Linked DNA regions of Ovis aries: region 2 is linked to region 1. The links are chromatin contacts, called in public Hi-C maps. All regions are on one chromosome and are shown on one strand. Each heading gives the region's core, a stretch centred on a gene start, on an enhancer-like site or on the middle of the called end of the contact. The rest is flanking DNA. Distances are from core to core; before and after follow the strand shown. Region 1 overlaps SLC45A3 (solute carrier family 45 member 3). Region 2 has its middle 28 kb from the start of SLC45A3.

Region 1 (2,700 bases), core at 61-2,560:
AGGCCGATCATGAAGGCGTAGACGGAGAAGGCCTGGCGACAGTGGTCCGGGTCCCGGAAGAGGTCGGAGAGCAGGGCCTCCAGGGGCGTGAAGCACAGCTGGCCGCAGAAGGCCAGCAGCCCCACGCCCAGGATCAGCAGCGCCAGCTCCAGCGGCCTGGTGTCCGGGCACAGCAGCCCCGCCAGCCGGCTGGCCCTCGGGATGAGGAAGAGGCTCAGCAGAACGCCCAGGGACAGGGCCCAGATGAAGGGCCTCCGGCGGCCGTAGCGCCCGCGCCAGTGGTCACTGGCTGAGCCAAGCAGCGGGACCGAGACCAGACCCAGCACCGGACCGATGCCTGCAAGAAGCGCGAGGAGTGTGAGCAAAAGGCCAGGGCTTGGAAGGGGCGGGGGCCGGGGACCGACCTCCTCGAGGAGGAGGGACGTGGTGACACCGCACGCAGGGCCCGCGCCACACTGGTGCTGTGCTGACCACTTCACTGGACTCCGACACCCTCCTCACAGCTGGGATCACTAACACCCCATGCTATGACGAGGAAACTGAGGCATGAAGCAGCCGGTCAGTGATAAGTTGCACAGGCACGAAGCCAGGGAGGGCGGCAGGCAGGGTTTCAACAGGCAGGCTGACCCCGACCCTGCCATCCCAACAGACCCCTCTTCCTGGGAGTGAAGGAAGTGACCGTTTGCCAAACGATGGTGCCCATTTGCCTTCTGTGGCTTTTGCAGAATTCGTCTCCAGTCAGGAGCCCAGCCCCTGCCCTGAGGGCCAGAAAGAGCCCTTGCTGGTTGTTGGGGGGAACCCCAACCCAATTTATCCGTAGCTAAGTTAGCAGTACAGCCGGGCTAAGTCTCCTAACCTCTCATTAGCCTCCACTGTCTTCTCTGTGAAATGGGTAACCTCAAAGCGTTACTGCAGGAGTTGGATGAGGCCACAGGTTTGAATTGCAAAGGGCAGTTTCTCCGCGTCTCGGGGGGCCGTATGTGTGTAGGGGCCTGGGACACAGAGGTAACCAGGGAACAGCCCTGTCCTCCTCTTTCTCTCAGAGCCCCTTGGTGCGGGGTCAGCCCTCTGCTCAGCAGCGCTGACCCCCTGGCTCAGGGGCAGCAGGCACCTGCTGGGTAGAGACACTGGTGTCTTCCTTCCCCGGGAGGCCTGTCTCTGGAGCAGGAGGGGCTGAGGACGCGGTGACTCACCCAGCACCATAGTCATGAACTTCTCCTCCACCCCCACTTCCAGCAGCAGGGGTGGCACGTAGGTGATCCCCGCTGCCAGGCACACCTCCAGGCCGAAGGTCAGCAGGTTGACCAGCAGGAGCTGGGCCTTCCGATGCCGCAGCAGGCGGCTTGCCCACAGCCTCTGGACCATGCTGGACCGGGCAGGTGGGGCTCCGGCCCGCTCACGCGCTCCAGAGCTCTGTCTCCGCCTTGCTGGGGACACCAAGGGCTCTCCTCCTGGCTGCCACCGACTGCCGAGGACTCAGCCAGAAGCCCACTCCTGCGGGCCCTCTGCACAGGTCTGGTTTCTCAGCCATGCTAACTGCCTGTCATCGCGGGGGCCTCGGCAGGGGCAGATGCCAACACTCAGATCCTAAAAGGGCAGGGACAGCCAGACACAGAGCATTAAGTTCCGGGAACCCAAGCTCTAGGATTCGCTCTGAGCTCTGAATCTGGCTCACTCCCGGGCTGATGGCGTGGCCCTGCCACCCAGCAGCCACCCCCTACTGTGCAGGCAGGAAGTGCATGTTCATATTAGCCTAAGGTTGACCTAATTAATAAGGTAAATATGATTTTTAAACCTCAGTACACTCCAGGGACTACTAGATGTTAGTAATTCTGTTTTGAAATATCTTTGCAACTTCCCTTGTTTCCTAGTATTGAAGGGAGGGGGAAAAATAGTGAAACCAGCTGGATTCCCAGTTCCCCAGGCACTGTCATCAAGGTGCCCCTGGAGACCCTCTGCGAGGCCCGGTTTGTTTTTCTCTCTCCACTTCCCAAAGCAGGGCTGTTCAATTCCCCTTTGTTAAGAGTCACACTTCCTATTTCACATTGCCTGGCCACAAGCCAAGCTGCACCAAACTACCACCCCAAGGAGGAGGACAAGGGGAAGAGAAAAGGCTGTGGTTTCTCGGGTTGGGTGTGAGCCTGTCATTGAAACCATTTGAAAAGCACTGGAAGAACCTCGGCCTGAAAACCCCTCTTCAGTTTCTCTCCATGCTCGGTGGCCACGGGGAAGAAGCACTCCCATGTGAGCTGCCCGACTATCAGGGGACAGGGGGGCTGCTCCCACGTCCCAGCCTCACCACCTGGCAGCCACTGTGATGACGCCAGTGACCCTGGGGCGGCTCCCCTCTTGGCCCAGAAATCCCTGCAGCCCTTCCCACTGGGCCTTCTGCTCTGAGATCCCAGCAGGGAAGCACCCAGGCTGGTCCCCAGCCCCTCGGGCAGTGGGCCTCTAGGTCTTGCTTCCTGACCACAGCACCCCCTGCAGTCCATTCTGTTTACAAGCGACCACAGACGAGGGAAAGCCGAGTCAGCTGCACAGAGAAGGCAGAGAGGGGAGCCCTGGCCCCCTAACCTGTCATCATCCCGTGGTGGTAGACGGGGGACAGAGAGCCTCAGGCCACTCGTGGCTGGAGCCTGGAGTGCCTTCTCCAGTCTCACTGACTCAGCGCCACAAACGCTGCTGAAAAGCACTACTGCA
Region 2 (2,700 bases), core at 197-2,696, 41 kb after region 1:
CACCAAAAAAGAAGAGAGATGGTGGTAAATTAGGTCAGAGGCAGAAGACTGAATCCGGGAGCCTAGAGTCTGTCACCGAGATGTGGCCTGCATTAGATATGAAGTCAGGTTACCAAAGCCCCAGCTCATGTTCCAGGATCCACCCAGAATGTCAACTGAGCCCTCTATGACTCCTAAAGACATCCCGTGTCTTAGAAAAGCGCTTTGCTATTTCATTTTTCTAAACTACATTAGAGGTAAAACTGCATTTTTAAAATGACCAGGATCTTATTTCATTAAGTCAAACTAGACAATCAATTTATAGTCACAAAGTGAGGATTCAGTGTATGTAACCGCCTCTAAAGTTTTTGGGTAAAGACAAGTGTTTCATTGTCAACTTATTAATTATATCACTGTACACATTGAGTTCATTGATGAGAATCAATTTTTACCACATAACTAATCTAGTTACCAAACTGGTAGTCACCCTAAGATTTAGGTCACTGATTTCCTTGTACTGGTGACTTTCTACCTCCTTCAGAGCCTTACCTAATCCATTTCTCCCCATCTCTTGTAATCAGGAGAGCCTTATGCATCCATGTTCCTGCCCAAGGTGGGCAAAGTGTTATCTACTAGACATGTTACATATCAGCCAAGGAAGTGGTCTTACACATGCTAAGAAAAGGGTGTGTGTGCCTCCTTCCTACCAGGCTCCTCCGTCCATGGGATCTTCCAGGCAAGAGTACTGGAGTGGGTTGCCATTGCCTTCTTCTTATGCTATCATATCTTAAAGTAATTATTTTCTTTACTAGGGTGTAAACTCTGGCTGCGCTCTCATTCCCTGACCCCAGAATCAACACGCATTTATTTCACAATATTTGTCCAGGACTTTAACACTGAAACAGGAGGTACACCCATGAGCAATGCTGATTGCTCCTGGTGGGGCCCCGGCCAAAACATGTCAAATGGGTACCTGTCCATTCCAGTAGAATAATGCAGGGAAAGAGAAGCATGCCTTCAAGGTAAAGGAACACACAGTACCATGTTGCTTTGAAGTCTCAGTAATTTTGTCCACAAGCATGTCATCAGTGCTACTTGTGCAAAAAGATGAGGCTTTTGAGCTGGAGGGCAATTTTAAAAGACAATACTTGTTTCCAAACGGGGCCAAGAGTTCACAGCTGCTTTTTCGAAATCTCAACATATACTTTCATCTTGAGACCATTATGCACAAAGGTTTTGGGAATTGTTAAGGGAATATAAGCAGACAGATATGCGTGAATCAAGAGATCCTATTTTGCACTGAAAATCAGAAAATGTTACTGCTGCATACACTAGAATCTTAAGCAGGCACACTGATCACAGGACATCGCTAACACAAGCAGATGGTAGTGTCTCGATACTGCGAGCGTTGAGCCCAGGGCAGTATGGAAAGAGGTAAGGAGTGGGCTAAGCATATGGAGGACACCGCCCTCTACTGGCAAAGGGTGAGAGCGGCAGTCAAGATAACATTTTTCTCTATGTAGTCACTACCCTAGAACACAATCAAAGATGAAAGAAAGGAAAGCGTTTCACATAAGCTGAAGCTTCCTGTCTAGGGACCACAGGGATTTTCAAGTAAATTTAAGCATTTAGTGAGAAATTTTCATATTTCATTGAAAAGAAAATTTCCCATTAAATCTCTGATGTAACACTGCTCGAGTATCACCTTTACTTAGTGATGCTGCTGCCAAGTCGCTTCAGCTGTGTCCGACTCTGTGCGACCCCACCGACGGCAGCCCACCAGGCTCCCCTGTCCCTGCGATTCTCCAGGCAAGAACACTGGAGTGGCTTGCCATTTCCTTTTCCAAGGCATGAAAGTGAAAAGTGAAAGTGAAGCTGCTCAGTCGTGTCCGACTCATAGCAATCCCATGGACTATAGACTATCAGGCTCCTCCATCCATGGGATTTTCCAGGCAAGAGTACTGGAGTGGGGTGCCATCGCCTTCTCCAGTGATGCTGAGGAATATATTAAAAAGTTTATCATCAGTACAAAGGAGCTGGTTTTAGAACCAACAGCTGTGACAGTTTAAAGAATGACCTGATCCGAAGCCTTGTCACATACTAGCCACATTAAATCACATTCTACCTGAAGCAATTTATTTTCTACAAAATTGGAGGAACATCTGAGCAATCTCAGTTGTTGGGAAGACTGAAAGGGGTACTACGTAAATAGAAATGCTTCATAGGCAGAAACCAATAGGGTACTGTTAAGTGATTATCCTTCTATCAAAAATAAATTTTTAAAAATGCTCAGTTTTTTACATGAGCTGCAACGTTAAATTACTGTAGAGTAATGCTCAGATAGGAGTCGAGGGAGGGAGGGAGTTCCAAACGTGTCTCACCAAATATAAAGTACACCTCTGGTGTTTGTTGCCCTGATGGCCTTTGAAGTCCTGTAAACCAGACTATTTCTTCAGCACTGTGCTCAAGCAAAAATCTGATGTTAATCATAAAACAGCGACAGGAGGAAAAGTGGCTGGTCAACATTCTTAGGAAGTAAACTTTGGCTTGAAACAGACAACTCTATAAAAAATAAATGCCAAGTTAGCTAGTCACTAAAGGGTAACAGCATGCAAAAAGCACTTAATGTCAAAGCCAAGGTGAGTTTGTATGTGAATTACGTTTGGATGACAAGGCCCGAATGTCAATCAGGGGAAAGGTTGAAAAGGATAAAATCTCTAA

The links. A called contact is a pair of places that touch in the nucleus more often than the background predicts.
Region 2: a Hi-C map of liver shows a contact between it and region 1, with 4 times the contacts expected there. The contact joins two enhancer-like sites. A contact is called at or near these places in 5 of 16 Hi-C or Micro-C datasets (blood, hypothalamus, liver and 2 more).

The regions. Positions count from the first base shown.
Region 1 is chr12:3,276,516-3,279,215 of ARS-UI_Ramb_v3.0, forward strand. SLC45A3 (solute carrier family 45 member 3) reads right to left here. Exons shown (of 6, transcript XM_027976217.2): 3 at 1,194-1,587; 4 at 1-337. The coding sequence starts at 1,365. Among named protein-coding and RNA genes, the nearest start is that of SLC45A3, 13 kb to the right of the region's middle. Within about 2 kb of position 1,311, at least 5 of the 54 cell types and tissues checked have an H3K27ac peak or open chromatin away from gene starts, as enhancers often do. A contact at or near this core is called in liver, where this site is marked.
Region 2 is chr12:3,316,990-3,319,689 of ARS-UI_Ramb_v3.0, forward strand. No RefSeq gene overlaps it. Among named protein-coding and RNA genes, the nearest start is that of SLC45A3, 28 kb to the left of the region's middle. Within about 2 kb of position 1,447, at least 13 of the 54 cell types and tissues checked have an H3K27ac peak or open chromatin away from gene starts, as enhancers often do. A contact at or near this core is called in liver, where this site is marked.